Linked DNA regions of Mus musculus: regions 2, 3, 4, 5, 6 and 7 are each linked to region 1. The links are chromatin contacts, called in public Hi-C, HiChIP or PLAC-seq and promoter capture Hi-C maps. All regions are on one chromosome and are shown on one strand. The core of a region is the stretch at or near the end of the contact, and the rest is flanking DNA. Distances in the headings are between cores, read along the strand shown.

Region 1 (3,348 bases), core at 95-2,594:
ACCATTTCATGGTTGACTTGAACCTGCCTACTTTTCTTGATGTGTCGTTGTGAAATGCTTGATGTGGGTAACTTCCACTTGGGGAAGGAAAAAGTCACTGGTTCTTTCAGGTCCGCTGGGGGAGGGCACGGTGGTCAGGAGTGCGAGGACTGGAGAAAGTTGAGGGGGGGAAAGTCCAGGACGCGGGGTGGGAGCGGGAGGCCGCGGGGGGCCTGGAAACGCTCGGCGGCCCCAAGCTAGGGCGACATGGAGCCCCGGGCGCTCACTTTTCTTTCTCCATTGTCTGGGGCAGCCTTTGATTCCTCCATTTCCCCACCCACCCCTAGCGGAAACCCGGAATTTGGGGGGCGGTGTGTGTGGGAGAGAGTGCCCGCGCGAAAGGGGGTGCTGGCCGGTCGCCTCCAGGGTCCCGGGAATCAAGTTCATTCACTCGGCGGGGGGCGGGGCGGGGAGCCGGCGGGAGCCGCCGGGGAGACCCGCAGCCGCACACGCACCCCGCGCGCTCCCGCCCCGCAGCCTCGGGCGCGCCGCGGCCCCGCCCTGCCCGCACCCCCGCGGGAAGGGAGCCGCTTTCCGCCGGCGCCCCGGGCTCTGGGGGTGGGGATTGGGACGCGGCCAGCGCGGCAGGAGGAGGAGGAGAGGAGGGGCGAGCGGTGGCGCGGCCTTCCCGCTCCGAGCGCGGCCACGTGCACCGGGCGCCGGGGGAGGGCGGGCCGCTGCGGCGAGGCTCGGGGGACCCTGGGGACCCCGGCGCCCCTCTCCGATCGCCAGTGCGAGCTCCGGGCTGGGCTGCCCGCCGCGCCCCGGGCTCCGCGCCCGTCCGCTGCAACTCCAGGAGGCCAAGTTCACTCTGGCCCCCGCCTCCACCCTCCCTCTCCCTCCAGCCGCCTGGGGTGCTAGAGTCGGCGCCCTAGCCCCGGCTCGGGGCGGCCTGGGTGTGAGGGAATTTTCCATTCGTTTCTTTCTTGGGCCCAGGCCGGTTCAGGGCTTCTCCCCTTAGGATGTTCTCGCGTCTTGAGCGTCTGCAGCGAGCAGTGAAATAACCTCTCCCTGGGCGGGTTTTCGGGGGTAAACGAAGAGTGGCAGAGAGAAGAGCTATTTTTGAAAAAAGAAAAAAGAAAAGAAAAGAAAAGAAAAGTCCCAATACTGTGGCACCGGTCTGATACCTTTAACAAATGAGGGGGAGAGACGCGAGGGCTGGGGGAGGCGCGCGGGAGGAGGAGGAAGGTGGGGGGCGGGGGGTGTGGAGAGGCTGGTGCAAAAGGAACGCGCGTTTGCAGGAGGAGGAGGAGTAAAGCGGTGATTGTGTAATTAAATAATAAAACAATCCTTAAGTCTGATTTGGAGAGAGCTCGAGCGGGGTCCAGAGGGTGGAACCGGTGAATCTTTCAACTTGCAAGTTTTTCAAGGAAAGAAAGCGAGAGAGGGAGGGGGAATAGAGCCCAGGACAGAAAAGAGGAGTTTGCAGCCAAGCGGGATCGATCGTTTGGGATTTTTTTCAGGAGGTCCTTCCGATCCTTTCCGTGGGCTGTGGCCAGCGGCACCGGCAGCGGAGTCCACGCGCGGCGGGTCAGACCCGGGGCGAAGCGGGCGGGCGGCGGTGCGGCGGGGCAGGAGCGCAGCAAAGGCTTTTCCGCCCGGGAGCTCCGCGCCTGCGCCCCCTCCCTCACCCCGGCCTCTCCCTGCTCCCCCCCACCCCCACCCCCACCCGGCCCTCTCCTGCGCGCGCCCCGCCACCCGCGCGCACTCGCTTGCGCTCCCCCTCGCGCACACACGTGGTCGGCTCGCAGCAAAGTTTCGCCTGCGATCGCCACTCCCGGATCCTGCTGCAGTGTTGGCGGCGGTAACCTTGAACTTTACCAGCGCGGTGACACATTCTCCTCGCTTTCCCCACCGCCTGGCCTCCTGCGCCCCCCTCCCCGCCTTTTTTTAAAAAAAACATTTCACCACCCACCATCACCCCAATCCAACCCACACCGAACCCTCGCGCACCCCAACCCCCAACAACAAACAACAACAACAACAACTGCAAAACAGAAAACAAATCCCCTAAACCAGGCGACCAGCAGCCTGCACCAGCGGCGGCAGCCTCGGAGAGCTCGGCCGGCGCGCGCGAACCGCAAGAGGGTTAAAAGTGTAGATTGGATTTCACCCCGGGAAATCTAGCTCGCCGAGTGAACTTGAATCTTTGGCTATTTAAGGAGGACTGGGTTTGTTGCGAAGTTGCGGTGAACCGGCGCAGTGCCCCGTCCTGATTGATCGCATCGCTGGGCTCAGATGACTGTAAAATGAATAGATGAAATCCTTGCTTCTGGAAGATTTTCTTGGGCATCTCCGGGAAAGTGCGTTTTAAGGCGAAGTCATGATGTATTCTCCCATCTGTCTCACTCAGGTACTTATCTTGGTCGCTTTCTCGAGCTTTCTCTGGCCCCAGACGCCTTTGTTGTGTCTTCTTGCTCTTGTGCTGCAGACCCTCAAAGGCTTTGCCTAACCTTGGCACACCCTGGTCTTCCCCGAGAAGTAGTGCGGAGTTGCGGTGGGCTGTGCGGGCGGCGTGGGACCACGGCTGCCGTGTGCGCCCATCCCAGCGCCCGAGCGGGGAGAGCCGGCACCGGGCGGGCGAGGCTGCTGGGGGTGGGCAGGGCCGAGACCTGCGGCCGTGAGCCCCTGTCCGCCCCTAAGGAGATTGCGGCGAAGGCAGCGGCGGCGGTGGTGGCCGCGGCGGCACCCTCACTCCCTGGCCGGTGCGCGTGGGGCGGACTCCGGCTTGGGAGCGTCTGTAGATGGACTCTTGGGCAAGGGGCTGAGAACTAGGCTTGAGCGCCTTTGGACTCTGCTGCCCACAGTGGGCGGGTGACGCCGCCAGTCTAGGTGGTGGTCCAGAGGACTTATTACTTTGCGTTTTGGGGTGCCTAAAGTCCTGTTCTACAGTGACCCACATTTCGGGTTTTTAAAGACCTCACTTCAGAGGCGATCTTTTACGCTGACAAGAAGTTGAAGTGTTTGTGGTGAATTTTTAGGACTTTTAGGACACGTTTGTTTTAAAAGTGAGACTTGTTCATTTGATGATATTTGAACATCGCTCGCAAGGCATAAAGTAGTATCAGAAAAGTGAGATTTTTTTTTTTAACTTGGAAATTTGCCTTAAGGAACAACGTTAGGAGGTAAAACACTGTCTTTATACCTAAAAACCCAAACTAGTTTCTATCCCTTCAGTCAGATGGTAAAATGAAGAAGTGGTCAGATCTAGAGACTTACCTGGGGCGCTTTCATCCTTTCATGGATGCCCGACGAACTCACCAACTGATGATAGCTTAAACAGCCTAGTCCAGAACTGTTAATTTACAG
Region 2 (3,274 bases), core at 767-3,266, 570 kb after region 1:
TGAGATGTGTGCACTGAGTATCTCTTTTCCTAGCAGAGCTCAGAAGCAATTCAAGTATATGGCAGTGGTAAGATAATTAAACAAAGTTGGTTGAAATTGCAGAATGGAACTCTATGCAGCCACCGAAAACAATGAAGCAACATAGGAGTTGTAGAACTCCAGCCCACGATCCAAGTTAGTCCACTACCTTTATTTGAAGTGAATTTAATGGGAGCCTGACTATGTCTACTCGTTGGCACATTGTCCAACTTTTTGAGTACAACAGCAAAAGTGATAGAATTACCTGATTGGCTTTTGTGTTTCTTCTATCATCCCTTTACTCTTTGTTTGGATCTTGCCATTGTGCCTGGAATATTATGGAATTGTATTCACTGCCATGGTCTTAAAGGCTGCAATATCAGTGCTTATTTAAAAGGCTCAAATAATATATCAACCAACAGTTTGATCTTAACTGAAGAATATGGATTTCTCATTGGTCATTCACCTAGACAGCTCCAAACATCTAAGCCATCCTGGGGGGAGCAGAGCTTGTTCTCCACAATGTTGACATCCTCTCTATGCTTTGTGTCCTGTGAATATAGAAAGAAAGTCACAGAGGACAAGCAGGGTGGAGACTGACAAAAGGGTCCAAACTTGACTGACAGTGTCTTAAGGAGCCCTCACAAGTTCACTAATGTTGAGGGAAATGTATTTGCTTTTATCGATTCATTCAGAAAACTTTGGCTGGTGTTTTCATGGCATTCAGTAATTTTCATACAAGTACATGTAGTTCACTTTGAGCACATTCCCCAAGCTCCGTGCCTTTCTGTCTCACTCTGGTGTTTAGTTGCCAAGGTCGAAACACAATAGCTACCTATGACAGTTCTCTTTGCTCCAGATGCTGCCTCATAGGTTTTCCTGTGGTCCTCCACATAGCTTGTCCAGAGGCCCCACACTCCCATAAGAAATGCCTTGTTAGGGAGAAATCAAATGGTCTCAACTTCCTTCCCTCAGTGTCCTTACAGGAAATATTCTTGCAGCCCTCATCTGGGCATCGCTAGGTTGGCTGATGGCTCCCATGAGCAAGAAGTCTTTCCTGTTTCTCTTGCTAGACAACCATGGATGGCTCATTTCTGCCTTTGAATTTTCCAAATGGTTATGGATTGCTGGAAAACTCTTACACATTCTTTTGAGGCCTAAGGTTTCAGGAAAATGGTCATCCCTTGCATAGAGCGAGGTTGTATCTCTCTCTATCTCCTCCGAGAAGGAGTGAGTTGGTGCAAACACAAGAGACCACTTCCAAACAAGGTTTCTGGGGGAAAATTCTCACCTTTCTGTTCCTTGCACATGAGCCAGCAACTCAGGACTCCTCCAGTGTGCTTCTTTCTAATTCTTAATTTAATGGACTATCTTACTTCTTTTTAACTATTTTCCATTTAAAATTAGCATATATTACATATGTGGTTTAAAAAAATGTAAAATTCTGTTGGTTTTTAAATGTCTTCTTTAAATCTTTTTTGTTGTTCTTAGTATTCCTGTCTATAAAATGGGCAAGAGCACATAACATGTTTCCTCACCACAGGACAGCTGTTGGTGTGTTTGGTTGAAAATGCAAGGCCCATTATAAAAGAAATACTCAGAAACATGAGCTCCTTCACTTCCTTCATGTTTTATAGCACTCTTTTTTTTTTCCTGGTGGATATAAAGAGCAGCATCAACTGAGATTAAATTCCTCCAACTTAATTCTTGCTTCCAACTCTAGCTAATTACTTGAACAGCACTAGCAAAGAAAAGCTGACACAAGAAACTGGACAAGGTCTGTGTCTCCAGTGCTCTGAGGAGAGAGCAATAAGTAAGGTGTTCTGCACAGCTCAATAATTTGCACCACAGGAAAGCCGTACTTCCAAGGGCAGGCAATATGTCTGCAGCATCCTCCTGGAGGAAGAAGGGCCAGGAGCTCATCTTTATGGCTTGAGGCTTGAAAGCTGCTTAACTGGGCGGAACGCCACCTCCTTGCCATCAAAGCTGTCCACCTGGCAGTGAATCTCAATGAGACAGCTGACTGGCTCAGCGTACAAGTTGCCTTGCCAAGGGGATGAGAACGTAACCAGAAGGTCTTTCAGGAAATCTGTTTAGGATGTGGGGGATGAAGAGGAAGAGAAGGATCAATCCTTCCCTTGTGTGAGGTGAAGGAGAAGGAGTCCTGCCTGCCTGCTCTTTGCTACACAAACCAGTTGGAGCTTTGCAGAGCCCTTTGCTCACTCAGTCCTAAATTCTGGTTGGCTCTTATTTTAGAGTCCAGCAGTAGTGTCAAGCAGTAAGTGCCATTCCTTTGAAAATACAATATGGATGCTGGCTCAATTCAAAGAATGAAGGTAAGAAGGGACTTGAAAATCATTCTCATTAGGCTGGTTGTCATGCTGAATACAAGAATTCCCAGCACTCTGGAGAATGAATTAAAAGGATCGTGACTTCTCATACATCAAGGAATACATAGCAAGTACCTGTCTTAAAAATACAAAACAAGTAAATGAACAGAAAACTATATTTGTGAGACAATTACAAATACAAACAAGAATCTTATAGTAAAGACACAAAGCTATTATTGTTAGACTGCTAGCTTACAAAAAATTGAAGTTAGAAAATATAGTGAATTGTTTCTCTTCTCCAAATGTTTAGAATTATTAACCAAATCATTAAGAAAACTTCTAATTTTACAATACTTGCTATATGCCAGTTACCAGATTCACCACTTCATGCAAATGCTTGCTTTTACCCACTGGCCTTGAGAATTTACAGGTAGGTATTCTCCATCTCTAGTCAAAACAAAACAAAACCAGGCAACTTTTATAAGCTGCCCCTAAACATACAGTTATCGAGAAACCCAAGATACGACCCCTCTTTTCTCCTACCCCAGAATTTTATCTCTTAGTCTGCAAACATTTGTGATCAAAGCTCTTTATAACATATTGAACATTGGGGCTGAAGAAAGAGTACTGAGAATACACACTAAGGAGAATACACACACTCTGTGTCTGTACCCTGAATTCTGGTGCTAGAAGCGGCAAAGATGACAAAGAATAAAATCTGAGCATAATCTTCAAAAATTCAATAGCTATAAGTTATGACAAAACAGTGCTTCCTTTTGGTATAGCAATGGTGGAAAATACTCATTTTATTCAAACAATATATATTATATATGTTATATATAGCATAAATGTATATAATTTACCCCCCCCCCCATTAGTTTGAAATTGAAGGAATGAAATTCAGAAACAATGTTAAAACAAAAGGA
Region 3 (3,231 bases), core at 388-2,887, 720 kb after region 1:
ACAGCAAGATATCTATCTGTTAAAGTACAATACACGGGACCCACGTGTTAGTGGTAACCAACAGCTGCCTAATTGGCCCATTCCACAGGATGGAAATTATGTCTGTTAATGGCAACCAAGCCAACTTCCCTGGGCTAGTGAGGTCATCAGTAAAACAATCTACTACCACCCCTTTGCCAGGCCAGCATAACTACTTTCTTTGTTCTATGTTTAAAATTTTAAAATAAAACAGGTCAAATAGCCTAGAATTATCTCATCAAAATGAATTTTCAGCATGATGACTATAGTTTAATAATTACTATATTTTTGAAAATGCTAGGAGAGTGGTAATGAGTATTGTCACAAAATGATGACTTTGTAATGCTTTTGTTAATTAGATTTAACCTTTCCACAAAATATTTCAAACCCTCATGCTACATATAAGTATGAACAATTTTATGTGCTTATTTGAAAAGTTAAATTTGTAGAAAAAGAAAATTAAGTGTGTAGTTTTTGTTCATATTTACTTGCCAATTTCCATACAGACTAGAACTCTGTTTATCAATGTGTCACGTTCTTAGGCTAAAACATTGTGGAGTAGTAATAATGTTTTATGAATTCTGGTATTTATTCAGCAAGTACTCAATAAATGTGCTGTGTGCAGTATAAACAGTATTGAGGAACCGTGCCCTGTAAAGACCAAGTAAGGTCATTGATCACTTGATCACTGCCTTTGCAAACTATGTACTGAGGTTGGAGTGTGACTGAAAATTGAGACAACACAGACAGCTACCAAAAGCAAATAATCAGATCTGGTTCATGGGTTCATAGGATGAGTGTCTTGCTTCTCTTGATTCCTAATACCTACATGGTAAGGTGCCACCTGTAACTCCAGTCCCAGGGACTTTATCTATTCATCTTAACTTTTTTGAGTACCAGGCACACACACACACAGAGAGAGAGAGAGAGAGAGAGAGAGAGAGAGAGAGAGGCAAAATACTTGAATACATAAAATAATACTATAAATAAATCTTTGTAAAAAGAAAACTTTTAATGGGATGTTAATGGAAAGATTCATGTTTCAGGACCAGCTGAATTACATTCCCTAAGACTGTCACTTACAAGTACTTGTGTGTTTCTATTACTGCTAAATTAGGTCAGCTTGATCAATGAGGGAAAATCATTTGGCCAATTTAATGAAGTCAAAGCATTCGTGTTGGGGTAGCCGTTTCGGCTTCCAAAGCACACATTCTCCAAATGTTTGCTCTAATCGTGTCCTCACAAGACACCGCAAAGTGGGAGCTTTTAAAACGAGGAAACAATGACAGAGAGACTAGCTGGCCTAAGTTTATGAGCTATTAAGTGTATGAGCTGGATGGGAACCTAGGCTTATGAGTTAAATCATGTTCTTTCCACTCCACCACTCCACCTCCCAAGTCGTAAGTGCCTCTCCATGGAAATGTGGAATACTTAGCTGTCCAGATAGGTTCACACTGTGAATTAAAAAGTCACATGATGACGATGTGGAGAAGCATTTAATTCATGGCAGTCATGTCTGTTCTCTTCAGTGATTTTCTGTGTTGTTATTGGCCTATCCTCAAGGTGAAGGCCCATCATGAGTGCCATACAGGACTGTCAGCATCACAGCTGACCATGAGGCTCTGCATTTGATGGTGTAAATATTTGCAGTGAGTGCTTGGTCTCCAGAGTTACCGTCCCATTCTTCTGGCTCCACAAACTTAGATTTCACTGAACAAGAGAAAAAAGTAGACTAGCGTTGGATAGTGCAGGAACTTCCACCCTCTGGCTTTCCCAGGCCTTATTTTCACTGGCAGAACTAACAATAGCACTGCAATGCCTACCACCACCCTCCCAGAATCTGCACCTGTAATTTTCAACTCTCTTCTAATCAGATGTTCAGCTTTGACTAAGCATTCTTTAATTACAGTTTGAAAGCTAAAGAATGCCCTTCTAGTTTTCCCAGGAGAAAATAAGAAAAATTAATGAAATATTGGTAGAAGATTCAATTATTTTTAGCAGCTAGAACCTTCTCCAAGTGCAAGAAGTTTCTGGAGAAGAAACTGTCTTCAAGTATGTTTCTATTCCAGAAGCTCTCACCTCACTGGCTCTGGGAGGAGAAAGTGAGCTATTAAATTGCCTCCGCTGGAGTTTGACAGTTTCATTCTGCCAGTAATGTTATATGAAAATGTTTAATGTTCAAAACTTGGGATTATTAAAGAGCAGTTGAAAACAACACAAATGCTAGCCAGGTATGAAGACAGATTAATTTTCAAAAATATTCCTGTCCTGGTCTATTTCAATCTTATAACTTGAATCATTTCTAAACACCTTGAAGCAGGGGAATTTCAGTGAGAAACCTGATTCAGTTTTCTTCCATTTTACATCCTGGAGAGTTTTGCAGAACTTACTTTAGACTCATAGAGAAGTGACTACTCTATGTGCGGATGGTTTTGTTATTTCCAATTAGGAAAACACAATTGCCTGCAGTGGAAACTTCTAGTTTCTTTGGAAAGTTAGTTATGTCAAATGATGCTTTGCTGTGCCACACAGGTGAGAGAATGTTTTCCTGAAGCAGACACAGGTGAAAGAATGTTTTGATATAGCAAACACATGAAAGGACGCTTGACGAAGGAGTATAAATATGACCCCACAGTCAGTGGGAGATGAGCACTGAACACTGGTTTGCTCTGCCTCTTATTCTTTGCTAAAGACACACAAGTATTGGTTTACCATACATAGCATTGTTGAGCTCAACTTGTGATAACACTACCATTGAGAGAAACTTGCCCAAAAACTGCTTGTGAAGTTCCTGTGGCAGCTTGCTACTTCTGCCCCCTCACCTTAGCAACGGTTCCTTCAGGATTCAACTAGAGTTGCTGGTTCATGCCCGGAGACTGCTTGCTGAAAGGACTGGACTGTAGCTAACAATTCATGCGTGGTGTCTTCCTGCCCTGGAGGACTGGTTTGCAGCTGCTGAGTCATATTTGGTGTTTGCTATGAGATTAAACTGCTGCCTAAGAAGATCAAGCTTGCTCCCCAAAGAACTATTGCTGAACAGGTCCACTTCCAATATACACTAATAACTTTTCTCTTCCACAACCTCTGCTGTGTGGTTGGCTACAGGAGAAGCTGAACCCTTATTAAAATTAGATTGTAAAAAACCCAACAATTCCCACTATTCTGATGGGTATTGTTGAATCTTCCCATCATGGTTTCTATCTAGTTTGGATT
Region 4 (3,267 bases), core at 513-3,012, 680 kb before region 1:
AGTCTTTATTTGTGTCCGTGTCACAGTGGAACCTATGACCTATTTGGGATCTGAAAGTTCAGCACCAGCCATATGAACAGCGTAGGGAGGCTCCAGTAGTTAGCTTCTAGTTGTCTGCCTTTTACCTCCCTTCCTTGGGCCCTCCCTTGCACAAGACTGAAAGATGGGTGTCGGCAAACCCTGGGAAACGACCATAGGGGCATTTGTTTCTTATCATTGTGCTCAGGGCCTTCTCTTTGAGACTAAGAATTGAAGTGACTTGCCCAAACAAATATGGCTGTTCACAGTGGAACTAGGCCCGAGGTTTCTGAATAAACTACTGTACTGGCCAAAACCCGGTTTCCTTAGTAAAAAGCTCTTGCCTGTCTCTTTTCACCCAGATTAACTTGTTTGCCTCACGCTCTTCCTGGAGTTTGGAGTCCTTGTTAGCACTTGCATGCTTTCTCTGCTGCTCTGTTGGCCCCAGGAGTATTTCTCCCCACCCCTCCGATCCATTGATGTTAGCAACAGAAACATGGGATGTTTAAAAGAAGAGAATGGTCTAGAAACATGGGGACATTCTTCTGTGGGCCAGTTGCTGCCTTTCGTGTCTTAGGGGACAGGGCTGGCTCTTGAGGGAGCCACAGCCACTGGATTCTCACTCATGGCTGACGTGGAATTTACTATGCAGTCCAGTATGGCCTTGAAATTGACTTCAATCCTCTTGCCTCAGCATCCTGAACACATGGGATCACAGGTGTGAGTCACAGTAGCCAGCTCTGTCCAGAGATTTCTGATTGGATTGTGTGTGTGTGTTCTCTACAACCACCACATCCAGCAGAGTAATGATCAGCATGCAATTTCGTTCAGCACGACTAAATAGCTGGTATTGGTCCAAACTGTGGGAATCTGACCTCGAGTAGTTTAGGCATATTAAAGCAGTGCACAATTTGGTGGAAACTTTCCTGGTTACATGTGCACAATGAAGCCCACATAAACCTCCTTGAAGAACAAAGTAAGCTAAATAAAGATCGGATGTGACTATGTTGAAATCCTTTGTAAAGTACCTGTGACACATTCGGTAGAGATGAGTTCTGTAGATTGAGAAAAATAAGCTCACGATAGGAGTTTTGGGGAGTGTCTGGTGTGGTCCCCAGCTCACTCATATAGCACAAAGATCACCGTGTTATTAACTACGTCTGCTTCCAGATCTCTGGGCAGGTAGCAGGGTGTATATCCCTTCCTTTGAAGGAACAGCCCTGTGTGTTTAACATTCCAGGTTCCCTAGTGTTTATGAGCACAAAGACCTCTCTGTGCCTCCCCCAGGGGCATCTTTACCTGCTCATTGATTCTTAATTGCCGGGCACTTCTGTCAGGCCTTGGTGAGTCTTCAACTTTTTTGGGGGGAGGGGGTGTCCTAATTTATCCTCGAAAAGCCCTCCGGGTCAAGTATCATTTAATACAAATTATTAGGGCAAATGGTCTTCTATGGCCAGTGCTGCCACCACCTGGGGTCTGCCATTATTTCCTTCCTTCGGTGTTTGAGTCCCCTGACTTCTGCTTCACACTCTCTCCTCAGCCCTTTGGAGAAGCTTCACGGAGCCCTGTAGGCTCAGGTAGACCTCTCCCACATGCAATTTCCCACCCGAACCCTCTCATAACCATGACTCTATGCTGTGTGCCATGTGGGCACCGTCCACCATGCCCCTGTGTATTATTGTCCTCACCCTGCCTTCTCCTTATCCTCTGCCCTTTCTTTCAGGCCGGGTGCAGTGTTGCAGGCTCCTCAGTAGGTGGCAACCTTCACAAACAGAAATCAGGCAATTTCTCAGCTGCCAGAATAGTTACCTCAGCTGCTCTTGCTCCCTAATTAGAGACACTTGCTTCCTCTGAGCTGCAGAAGCTGCTCCCAGTGTTATTGTTCTGGGAGGGGGCGGGGGCAATCTGAGTTGTTTGAGTGACCCCACTTTCTGTCATCTCATGCTTAGACCAGAAAATGGGGACTCATGCTCTTCACTGTTCGCTCTCAAGAACACGGAAGCACCTTCTCTCTCATGAAGTATTCCAGCTTTGGTACAGAATTTTTGTTTTGAAGGGGTGATAATGATCTTTATCATCAAAGTAATGGAAAGGAGAAAATATTTTTTGAAACACAAGGCTACACCATTAGATGTAAACAAAGGCATGAAAAAAAGAACAACCCACACACATTATTGGTGATTCTGTCTCCAGTTAACAAGAAGAGAGAGTTGAAATGGGAAAATCAGAGATTTTTGGTACTTGGGAATTTGCTGGAGCAATCAAAGGCATTATGGTTTAGGCCACTCTGAGGTCTCACTATCAGGTCTCTCTGAGTCTACACTATCAGGCCACTCTGAGATCACACCATCAGCTCAATATGAGGTCACTCCTACAGTCCACTCTGAGATCACACTTACAGTCCACCTGAGATCACACCTACAGGCCACACCTTCATGCTACCCTTTAGCTCTATATCTTCACCATCTGTTGACAGGCACTGAAGGAGTCTGGGTAGGCAAGTGGGTGTGCTTCCTTTCCTCACTGTGCCCTCCAGAACGTTGGGTCACTGGTATCAATTTTACCTCCAGGGATGAGTTTCCTGGGTCATCTGATGCCTAGGCCACTTTCCCTTCAGACAGTCTTCAGCAAGAGATCTGATCAGTGGAAAGGAACGAGACTGGCTTTCAGCCAAGGAAACGTCCACTTCTAAGCGTACACTGTGGTCTTCAAAGAACACTGTGGGAAGGCTTGTTCTCGTTTTAACAATGTTTTGATGACCTCAAGCAAGAAAGTTCCTTTCTTAGTCTTATTTCAGAGCCCTTGGCAATGGAGTGATAGCTATTCTGGGGCCACTCTGTGGATCCTTGGCTCTATGTGTTTTTGGCATTCCTGTGTTGTGCATGCACTGTTTAGCATGTGCGTATCGAATTACCTGGGTGTCATTCCAGGCAGGTTTAGTCTATCCTCTCATTTGTTCTTTGAATCAAAGGCAATTTATTCCTGAGAATACTTGTGTCCGATCTGAGAAGGGGTGATCCCAGTGGTCTCTGAATACCTAGTATATGCAGTGATGAATCTTTGGTTTCTGTTGAACTTACAGCATCAGACCTCAGGACTAGAAACCTAGTTTCTTCTTGTTAAGATAAAACTGATTGACCAATAGGAAGTAGTGTAACTGGACTTCTAGGGCACTGAAATGACTCTGTAATGTATATATCATTGCCAGTTGTAACTGATGTAGCGCCCTGGGTCAGAATTACCCTTCTG
Region 5 (3,045 bases), core at 388-2,887, 610 kb after region 1:
TTTTCCTCTTGCCCTCACTATCATAGCATCCTCTGTGGTGAGATCACTTTTCATATCTATTTTCAAATGAGTAAACAAAGTCGTGGCAAGGTGACTGACTGCCTATCTGGGAGCTAACTCAAGTATCTCGAGTTCAGCTAAGTTTAGATCTAGACTTCTATGAGCTCCAGCCCTGAGTTGGCCCAATTGGCTTCTGTCTAACTGGGGGAAAAAAACCTCATTCTCAAAGCTGTTCTTTTGTCTCCCAAATGCTAGGGTGGCTTTCCTTATGTAATGCCCAGGCTCTTTTCCAGGCCCTTGTAGCTCAGTGCGTGAGGATGGCAAAGGGCCAAGGTATAAGTACATGAGAAAAGGACTCTTTTATCATTTCCCTTACTTAAAACTTGAAAGTCAGAGCTCTTGATGGATTACTTAGCAAAGTTCCTGGCTTCTCCTTTCCTACCAGCCACACACCCAGGAAGGTGATACAGCCTGACAACCCACTGATCAAATCACAGCAATAGCACACTGAAGGTTCAACTTGAAGTTTCTTTTTGTTGGTACATATCGAAAGCTCTGTAGAAATGACCCCAACAAGAAAGGTTCTTTCCAAAAGGGTGAAAGGGGATTTGGAAACCTTTTCTCCACTGTGAAAACTCACTGGGCTAATGCTACAATTCTTAGTTCAGTACTGAGGGTTTTATGTCTATAACCTTGTTCATGACCTTCATGTTCCCAGTTTGTGTCTCAACAGCAGCCTAAAAGGAAGAAGAGAAGGAGGCTTTGGTTCCTGGTCTACAGCTGAGAAGACCGAAACCCTAGAAAAGTACACTGGGCTAGTATCATGAGAAAAGGAGTAGAATTGGAGCATAGAGTTACATGTTTTGTCTTTTAGTCAAGTGATTGTTGTTGTTTCTCTATGTATATAGAGTATATAGACACTACACACACACACACACATATGTGTATATATATATATATATATATATATATGTATGTATATATATATATATACACACACACACATATATATTTAGTTTAAATTAGTTTAGTTGGTTGGTTGGTTTTGGTTTTGGTTTTGGTTTTTTGGCAGTAGAAATATTAAACCTGCAGATTATTATATGTGGAGTCCTAGAAAATTCAACACATGTCTATGGGTGTCGTGGGTGGGTGCTTCCTTCCAAAGGTACCAAAAAGGAAACTTGAGCCTGAGAAAACTGGGGAGTGGGTGCTATTTCCAGTCCAACATATTGGGTCAGCTTTTGGAAATCTAGACCAACAGTTGAAGCTTCTTCTTATGTTCACTTCCAAAGATTCGGGGAATTTCTTTCCTTGAAACCCTCCAATTATGCCAATAAGAAAACAGAAACAATATACACAGTATTTGTCACCTGGGGCAGAGCAGGAGGAAGGTTTTAAACCTTTATGTTTGTTTAAGCTTTCTTCAGGTACTTATGATTGCTGATCTAGAAGGTTAAGTACATTGAGAGACACAAATTTGGAACAGCAAACTTGCTCTAAGGAACCTATTGGCTACCAAAACACTGCTCCAGGAGGCTGTTCACTTCCAAAGGACTAGCTGCCCTTGGGTCCAGAATTAGCATAGGGACTGCCTTTCTCTTCAAGGAGGGGAATTTGTAGTCTCTTGGGTATTTCACCAGTTAGCACCAAGCCATGCCAGCAAGAATGCCAAGACCTGCTTTGTTTACATGCTCTTTGCCTACTTCCTTTTCAGTGAGAAAGTCAAGGAGGCAGCCCTGCTTTCTGGTTTCAATACAAACATTTCTTTACAGACCGCCCATTCCCCGTGTTCATGGCTTAGGCTATCTTTTTCACCCCTTCCAAAATAGTTTGTTTCCCAGCTCCTGCTTCTCCTCTATGTTGTGTTGAGAAGGATCTAAAACATGCTTCCTTAAACAGCTTTTGTTTTTTGTTTCAAACCACAGTCTAAATTTAAACCCTGGCCCAGCCTTTGGAGTTGACCTGTGGTTGTGAGTGTACCCTCATTGTTGCCTTGGGGACAATTACCTTCAGCCAGTCAAGTGCAAATAAGCTGTGTCTGTTTGAGCGCAAGGGCATTTTCATTGTCAGGAACCCTTTGGGAAGAGCCTTCTTACATGTTTTCCTTCTTGCTTTTTAAAAAATTTATTCAGTCAAAGACAGTACGATTTATCCTTCTAAATATTGTCTTTTATTAATGCTATTAGAGGCAAGATCCTGACCTATCTTTGTGTTTCTCTCCCCTTTATCTGAAAAGCTCTTAGCATGTCTGACCTCAGTTTTTCTTTCCAATCTCATCGCTTATTCAATCTTTGTGTTTGCTTCTCTTCACACTTTCTTCCATCTTCTGACTCATTCTTGTTCTTTCCTGCGAGGTAGGAGTGGCCTTTACTACTGTCCAATCATCTGATGCTTTGAGGTCTTTGCTTAAAGCCTAGCTCAGTATTTTATTTTTAATGAAGGCTTTAAGGACTTGTCTAGACCACCTCACCTCTCCTCTGCTTTGCAACTCTGAGGATACCTGTTAGGCTTGAGAGAATACTTTAGAATAAGCTCTATGTCCTGCTGGCCCTGTGCAATTATTTTATCTTCTGAATTGTAATGTTTTTTAATACCAGTGTCTTGTATTTTTAAAATCCAGTAAAAAGTATCTGTCACACTGTTGCATGGATGCTGTCGGGGACAAGAGCTGGTGCATTTCACAGTGTTCTTTCCATGTAGACCCTTGGGAGAAAAGTCTCTTAGTCCTTAAGACCCAGCAAAGTTAGACTTCTTCAGAACTGATGCTTTGTTTTGATCTTGTGGTCATCGTGAGTCACGTCTTCTTCTTTTCATAGGCGCAGAGCCAGAATTGCAGCCCCCCAAGAGTAACCAAGCCAGGCTTAATGGCATATGCTTGGCAGTAATAGCATTAACTCTGGCTTCTTATTCTTATTTCCTGTCTTTATTTTTCTTTCCTCCAGTGTTCTCCCTTATTTATTTTGTACTCGTGCAATTGTGCATATCTTTGTAAAAACATTCAATCATTTTTTGGAATTTGATGAGGACATCATACATATATACATG
Region 6 (3,122 bases), core at 137-2,636, 680 kb after region 1:
CGTGCATGCGTATTTGGCCAAGAACTGATTGGGGAGGGATGGGATTTAGCATGTCTCCCACTGAAGGATGGGAAGAGCTGTCTTTAAATCTAATTTTAACATAAATACAAGGAATACCACATTTCAGCGTGTTCCCTACAGAATATCTTCTCTTTAACATTGGATTTTATCTCATCATACACAGCAGCATAAACAAAGACTCTCTGCCTATAGATATTATTTAAGCTACTTAACTAAATCTTTCTTACAAAATTTTCTTTAGTTCTAGGGATATAGAGGTGGCTCAGCAGATAAGAGCACTTGCTACTCTTGTACCAGTTTGGTGATGAACAAACTCACAGTCAGTGTAACTTCTGGTCCATGATATCTTCTAGCCTCTGTGGGCATCCACTGGCGTGTCACTCATAAACACACAGATAAACACAAACAATATATAATTAAAAGCATAAATACATTTTTAGTTCTGTGATAAACCTGTTACTTGAGCTAACAAGAAAGAATAATAACAGGGATGCCATAATCATTTAATATAAATGTGTTCTGCTCAAGCAAATTAATATGAAAAGGTATATGAAAGGATATTTTTAGAGTCATGCAGTAGCATTTTGAAGCAAATGTTTCTGTGATGCGAATCACTAATATAAATCTAAAGTAGTGATAAATGTTTCTATCATTATACTTCATTGAAACTCAAGCTATATTATTTTCTAATCATCATGGCGGTAGAGACAGAGTTTCAGATTTTTCCAAGAAGGCCTTTTTGTATATTATATTATTTGATCTTTATATGACTTAAAAAGTAGCCAGTGCAATCATTTCTTCAGAGCTGTGAATATAATCACGGAAAGCCAGCAGATTGGCTGGTACTACATAATAGTCAGCACCACACCTCTGGCTGATTGGCCAAGAAAACAGTCAGCAGTGCACTCCTACTGCTACTGAAGCTAGAAAGGAGAAACGAAAACTTGCAGAGATTACATCGTCACCTGACTGGCCTGTGTTCTATATCTAACCCCAGTCTTGGACCCTGTCTCTTTGAAATTCTATTCCATGTTCACACACGCTAGGCAGGCACCCTACCACTGACTCACATTCCAAAGGAGAGCATATTGTGACACAGAAACTAACATTATTTATAAACTTCTTAAATTAAATAAGATCTATACTTCAAATTAGAAATCTTTTCCTCGGCGGCTTATAAATAAGAGTACATCTTCCTCCATCTCAATTTAAGAAATAACATGGCCTTTTATAGGAAAGGTGGATACGTTTTCCTCCTCAGTTGAATCACCCTGGAATAAACTTTTGGGGCACTCAGTGTGCAGCCTAATTAATTCCATGCTGTGGAGAAGCAGAGCTCCCTGGGCCTGCTGTTTGCTATCCCTGTACCTCAGAACTGTGTCTGGAACACTTACAGTATCTGCAGTAGATCAACCAGAGGAAATCCAGACAAGCTTCCCAGTATCCAAACAGGAAGCTAAAAACCTCTGTCTCCCTTGGAAACCCTAATAAGCCAAAACTTTCTAGTGGAAATCAACTCAAACACTTCATTCCAACCCACGAGGTTGTTATTGCACATTAACAGTTTAAAACCCGAATTCCTTGAAGTTCAGTTTTAATCATTCTTCAGCATTCATGCAGTCCTGAACATCATGGCTTTGTGTACACCTACTGCTGGTACAACCGTGTGGGTGTTACAGCCTTGTTTCAGCATTTGCTCATCTGATGCAGATCCTAGGACTCCAACATGGTGACATCTTGATTCAGAAAAACCCCATTATAGCAAACTCCAGATAACTGACCTAGGAATTCAGGTTTTGATACTCGGCTCCTGTCAAAGGTTCTACCTCAACTAATTCGTTCCAAAATTAGCTATGCTGAACTCACCCATGCAGCTGACCACAAATTAAGAACAGACGTATTGCTAGCCAACCTGGAGAAAGAAGCTGAGGACCAGAGTTTAGGATGGATGGAAGAGTGCAGGCTTGCAACACAGCTCAACCAATGCCTGCCTTTCTCTGGAAGCAACACTTACTTAGCCTGGGCATATTGTTTTAGGTGTTGTTCAAAAGACAGGTTCACAGTGCTATCTCCGCACACCGTGGCATCTCCAGGAAGCTAGAAATTTCTTTTGCACCTGAACTTTCTTATTAAGACTTTTAGGGTTTTGCATGAAAACCCTTGGGAGCATGAACGCTGCAGAACTTGGCAAAGAAAGAGCAAATGGAACCTAATCACTAACACTGCAAAGTCAGCATCGAACTGTACTTCATTTGGCAATTTGAGTTGTCATGCTTTGAATTACCTCTGTCCATGTTTGGTGTAAAATAAAAGGCAAAATCTCAGCATCTTGGACAAGAATATTCTTTCGAGTACAGAAACTAGGTAGAGACTATCCTGCAACCATGACAGACAGAGTTATATTCTGTTTCTTTTGGCTTAAATTGCAATTTTACTATTAGGAGAGGCTTTAATGAATACCATAGTCTAGTGTGACATAGGGTCCCACATGCTTGTCCTGCCAGCCCTTAGGAAGTAACAGCAAGAGGACCACAAGTTCAAGGCTAACCTGGGCTATGCAGTGAGTTCCAGACTAGACACAACTACATGATAAGACCCTGATTCAAAATCACAGAACCTTAAGAAACCAATGAAAACAGACACTTTTACATCTTTCTCACTGTTGCCTCCAGTATTCATATGATACAATTAAGAGTTAGAGAAACGTGTTGCCAGAATGAACAGAACTTACAACAGGAGACCTTGAACATGGGTTTTCCAGATTTCAAGTTCAATGCCCTGTAGCTTTAGGATATGGTGTGAAAATTGATTATATTAATCCTATCATGCTTATTAAAGAACGAGACTTGTCATTATTTACTCAGTTTGAGGTCAGGACTAAGAATCCTACATAAAGAAGCAATTAGTTTTGAGACTAGGTTCCTAAAGAGAAACATAATCAATTTGATGCCCTGTATTATTGGCATGCCTTGCCTGACTTCCTGACTTTTCTCCATCTTTTTTTCATTTACTGTTCTCCCCAACATTATGAGGGTATAATGGACAAATAAAAATTGTTTGTGTTTCTGATGCATAATGTGATGTGTTGCTAGATGTGTGTT
Region 7 (3,062 bases), core at 173-2,672, 540 kb after region 1:
CCTTTTCCGTGGCCTTAAAATCCTCCTTTTCCGTGGCCTCGAAAGGGCATTGACTTTTCGACTCATATAGGGTTTACCAATAGCTTTGTTAAATACACTGAAAAGATACTGAAAACGGTGTAACAGGATCTGTTCATTTTCTACATCCATTTTCAACTTTTTAATCCCTAAAGCGTGTGTGGAAAATTAGTGGAGAGAATTAGCCCAAGGACTTTAATTTGAACGATGGGGGCCCACAGACCAGAAAGCAATAACTGTATGAATTAGTTTGCTAAGGTTGCTATAACAAGCACCACAAACAGAATCAAGGACAGAAACTTCCTCTCTCATAAATAGTCCCAGAATACTATAGTGTACTCCTATGTGGTGACTTTGTTTGGTCCCTCCTTAGGAAGCAAAATCCCTCTCCACACCTTTAATCCCCCTAGTTCTTGGTGACTTGCTGGTGACTTTGATATTCCTTGGCATTCTTGGTGTTCCTTGCTCTATCTCTGCCCTTCTGTTCACATGCTGTTCTCTCTACATGTCTCTGGTCAATATCCCCTTTAATAAGGATAACAATCTTATGAGGTAAGATACACATTAGACTCTACTGTGACCTTATCTCAACTACACTGATCATACACATACACATACACATACACATACACATACACATACACATACACATACACATACACATACACATACACATACACACACACACACACACACACACACACACACATACACATACACATACACATACACACACACATACACATACACATACACATACATATACATGTTCTTGACTCAATTTCCAAATAAGATAATTATCTGAGGTGCTAACAATGAGGAATTCAGCATGTGAAATTTGTGGAAGAATTTAGAGCTTTCTATTAAACTTTAGGGAAGGCACATATAACTTAGGAGAGCTAAGTAGTATAAGTGTCAACCTTGGAGATGAGTATGAGATTTGTTTGTTTGTTTGTTTGTGTTATTTTTCCTGTCTTTAATTTAAGATAGGAAACTTAGATTATGAGCCTCAAGAACAAAGAGTTTCTGTTTCACATGTGTCTGGGAGACTCCCCAGTGGTGGCTTTTCAGATGAAGCAGGACTGTTGAGTACATATCTCTTTGTTCCACCTGAAGATCTATCCCACGAAAGGGACAAGAAAGAACAAAATGTTCTCACTGCATGAGTCCCCAGTAGCTAATCAGTTAATCTCTTGAAGTAAGAGAATTCAATCTAGCAATTTCAATCTCAGGACAAACTCTGTAAGAAGAAAACCCTTGTCACCCCACTTGGTTCACTGACTCAGAACGGCCCACATGCCATGTCGTGTTGCCAAATCGAACATCTGCATTTCAGTTGCTGCATGCCTTTGGCGTTGGCGTTGGCCCTCTGACCACAGCGCTTCCTACAGCAGCTGTTTCAGTGGCTTGGCTTCTTTCTGTTGCCCTAGGTCTTACGGTGTAGCAAGAGGACACCCACAGTGGATGCCAAGAGAGTCATCCTAATGAATGGCATATTACGGACCTTGGGAATGTGACTTGGTGTCGTTTCATAGAGTAGCTGGCTAAATCCCGGTTACTGAAGGATCAAGTTAAATCAGGCAGAAAAATGATGTGGAGATTCTGCTTACAGGAAGTCAGCCACAGAAGCTTGCTTGTCACAACCAAGGCTCCCTTTGAGGAGCTCTACAGGGAGAATTTAAAATGATATGAGAATGACTTAGGTCATGTGGGGCAGTACTGCAGAACGGAAGTCAGTCACAGGCTTCAGAAAGAGGAAGATTCTTTTTCCCACTGTGTTCCCTTCCCATGTAACAGCTCCTTGCTCCCACACTCCTGAATATAAACACTAGTCCATACACTCAGCTATGGGCTCCCTTCTGCAACAATCTCACTGGACACAGAACTTTGTAACCTGATGAAATCCCACCACAAATGGGAAAAACAAAAACAAAACAAGACAAACAAAAAAACATATTTCAGTCCCCAAATGTCAGCAGGAGGATGGGGTAGGGCATAATGAACCTAACTCTAAAGCAAATAAAACATCTTTTAAAATGTTGCTGCTTGCTGCCAAATGTGGGTTCTGTCGCAGTACCACAGGGGGCTATTTGCACATGGCATGGTCTTCCCGATGAAGAAGCATGGCTGGCATGCCAGAAGGAGCTAGCAATTAACACTGCCAACGCCTCTGGAGATGCCTTACAGAAGCCTGAGCTGGAAACCATGGCTGCTAGTCACCCTTCTGCAGCACAGCTGGGATGTGGCCAGCAGTGGCTGCCTCATGTGTGGCCTCAAACTCATTGTTGTGGAATATCAGATCTGTGGGTTTGCTTTGGGAGGGTTTATACCATTGGAGATAGGGCTCAATGTCCTATGTTTCAGTAAGGAGTTAAACTAGTGACTCTAAAGAAAGTTGAATTACCAGACCCCAAACTTTGTAAAGAGGACTCATAATGATATCAGATATCAGATCGTGCATAGTTACCACTGGCTAGGCACATGGAAGTGGTAGGTATGAACTGTAAAGAGGGCTGCAGCTACTGAGCAGATTCTAAATCAGACTAGGGTAAGGGAGAATGACAGTCATCTTATGAACAAAAGAAATGAACAGGTAGACAGCTGCCCTGTCATAGAAGAAATATAAACTGGTTTCTAGGTTCAGTTCCAGAGACTACCACTCCCCAGTACCCCAGTATTGTAGTATTCATATATACACACACACACACACACACACGCACGCACATTAGGATAAACATGTAGATTTTAAAATTATGATTGTTGAGTACATAAGAGTATTATCTAGTAAAAATTATATATATATATATATATATATATATATATATATATATATATATATATGTGTGTGTGTGTGTGTGTGTGTGTGTGTGTGTGTGTGTGTGTGTGTGTGTATAGGATTATAGATGGGTACTTATCACTAATCAATGGTCTCTTTCACATTCTACAAACATTCATGGACTTGGATGCCTCCTAAGAGCAGGTAAAACCTAATACATTACAGAGAAAACCTCTATCCCCTTGGACTGTATATTTTAATGAGCGAG

Evidence for each region. Promoter capture Hi-C pulls out the DNA fragments that hold promoters and counts their contacts. A called contact is a pair of places that touch in the nucleus more often than the background predicts. HiChIP or PLAC-seq counts read pairs in DNA pulled down with a chosen protein or histone mark.
Region 2: a contact with region 1 is called in a Hi-C map of cerebellum, with 4 times the contacts expected there. The contact joins the enhancer-like site here to the promoter of Nfib in region 1. A contact is called at or near these places in 9 of 39 promoter capture datasets (the 3T3-L1 cell line, 3T3-L1-derived adipocytes, the C10 cell line and 6 more), 8 of 484 Hi-C or Micro-C datasets (cerebellar granule neurons, cerebellum, cortical neurons and 3 more) and 11 of 115 datasets of contacts at active chromatin or transcription factors (the NIH/3T3 cell line, cardiomyocytes, craniofacial prominence and 7 more).
Region 3: a contact with region 1 is called in a promoter capture Hi-C map of liver, with 6 times the contacts expected there. The contact joins the enhancer-like site here to the promoter of Nfib in region 1. A contact is called at or near these places in 6 of 39 promoter capture datasets (the C10 cell line, HPC-7-derived erythroid cells, frontonasal cranial neural crest and 3 more) and 7 of 115 datasets of contacts at active chromatin or transcription factors (craniofacial prominence, embryonic forebrain, embryonic hindbrain and 4 more).
Region 4: a contact with region 1 is called in a promoter capture Hi-C map of hippocampal neurons, with 10 times the contacts expected there. The contact joins the enhancer-like site here to the promoter of Nfib in region 1. A contact is called at or near these places in 1 of 39 promoter capture datasets (hippocampal neurons), 1 of 484 Hi-C or Micro-C datasets (cortical neurons) and 4 of 115 datasets of contacts at active chromatin or transcription factors (embryonic forebrain, embryonic hindbrain, forebrain and 1 more).
Region 5: an H3K27ac HiChIP or PLAC-seq map of heart atrium shows a contact between it and region 1, with 4 times the contacts expected there. The contact joins the enhancer-like site here to the promoter of Nfib in region 1. A contact is called at or near these places in 7 of 39 promoter capture datasets (the 3T3-L1 cell line, 3T3-L1-derived adipocytes, the C10 cell line and 4 more), 1 of 484 Hi-C or Micro-C datasets (cortical neurons) and 3 of 115 datasets of contacts at active chromatin or transcription factors (embryonic forebrain, embryonic stem cells and heart atrium).
Region 6: a contact with region 1 is called in an H3K4me3 HiChIP or PLAC-seq map of craniofacial prominence, with 5 times the contacts expected there. The contact joins the enhancer-like site here to the promoter of Nfib in region 1. A contact is called at or near these places in 11 of 39 promoter capture datasets (the 3T3-L1 cell line, 3T3-L1-derived adipocytes, the HPC-7 cell line and 6 more), 1 of 484 Hi-C or Micro-C datasets (cerebral cortex) and 8 of 115 datasets of contacts at active chromatin or transcription factors (T-cell acute lymphoblastic leukemia, cardiomyocytes, craniofacial prominence and 5 more).
Region 7: an H3K27ac HiChIP or PLAC-seq map of the NIH/3T3 cell line shows a contact between it and region 1, with 9 times the contacts expected there. The contact joins the enhancer-like site here to the promoter of Nfib in region 1. A contact is called at or near these places in 10 of 39 promoter capture datasets (the 3T3-L1 cell line, 3T3-L1-derived adipocytes, the HPC-7 cell line and 4 more), 5 of 484 Hi-C or Micro-C datasets (the N1E-115 cell line, muscle stem cells, myocytes and 2 more), 16 of 115 datasets of contacts at active chromatin or transcription factors (the NIH/3T3 cell line, T-cell acute lymphoblastic leukemia, a beta-TC-6 cell line and 11 more) and 1 of 9 other capture datasets (pancreatic islet).

What each region holds. Positions count from the first base shown.
Region 1 is chr4:82,503,775-82,507,122 of GRCm38.p6, reverse strand. It overlaps Nfib (nuclear factor I/B), which reads left to right and starts at 1,344. Exons shown (of 12, transcript NM_001113209.2): 1 at 1,344-2,392. The coding sequence starts at 2,363.
Region 2 is chr4:81,936,298-81,939,571 of GRCm38.p6, reverse strand. No RefSeq gene overlaps it. Among named protein-coding and RNA genes, the nearest start is that of Gm46886, 3.8 kb to the right of the region's middle. Within about 2 kb of position 2,016, at least 9 of the 459 cell types and tissues checked have an H3K27ac peak or open chromatin away from gene starts, as enhancers often do. A contact at or near this core is called in cerebellar granule neurons, cerebellum and hippocampal neurons, where this site is marked.
Region 3 is chr4:81,786,952-81,790,182 of GRCm38.p6, reverse strand. No RefSeq gene overlaps it. Among named protein-coding and RNA genes, the nearest start is that of Gm11412, 45 kb to the right of the region's middle. Within about 2 kb of position 1,637, at least 6 of the 459 cell types and tissues checked have an H3K27ac peak or open chromatin away from gene starts, as enhancers often do. A contact at or near this core is called in liver, where this site is marked.
Region 4 is chr4:83,182,001-83,185,267 of GRCm38.p6, reverse strand. All of the region lies in intron 1 of Gm46887 (a long non-coding RNA gene), which reads left to right. Among named protein-coding and RNA genes, the nearest start is that of Gm46887, 2.9 kb to the left of the region's middle. Within about 2 kb of position 1,762, at least 33 of the 459 cell types and tissues checked have an H3K27ac peak or open chromatin away from gene starts, as enhancers often do. A contact at or near this core is called in cortical neurons, where this site is marked.
Region 5 is chr4:81,897,418-81,900,462 of GRCm38.p6, reverse strand. No RefSeq gene overlaps it. Among named protein-coding and RNA genes, the nearest start is that of Gm46886, 35 kb to the left of the region's middle. Within about 2 kb of position 1,637, at least 18 of the 459 cell types and tissues checked have an H3K27ac peak or open chromatin away from gene starts, as enhancers often do. A contact at or near this core is called in heart atrium, where this site is marked.
Region 6 is chr4:81,822,060-81,825,181 of GRCm38.p6, reverse strand. No RefSeq gene overlaps it. Among named protein-coding and RNA genes, the nearest start is that of Gm11412, 80 kb to the right of the region's middle. Within about 2 kb of position 1,386, at least 13 of the 459 cell types and tissues checked have an H3K27ac peak or open chromatin away from gene starts, as enhancers often do. A contact at or near this core is called in craniofacial prominence and second pharyngeal arch cranial neural crest, where this site is marked.
Region 7 is chr4:81,969,016-81,972,077 of GRCm38.p6, reverse strand. No RefSeq gene overlaps it. Among named protein-coding and RNA genes, the nearest start is that of Gm46886, 36 kb to the right of the region's middle. Within about 2 kb of position 1,422, at least 27 of the 459 cell types and tissues checked have an H3K27ac peak or open chromatin away from gene starts, as enhancers often do. A contact at or near this core is called in the NIH/3T3 cell line, the SN4741 cell line, muscle stem cells and 2 more, where this site is marked.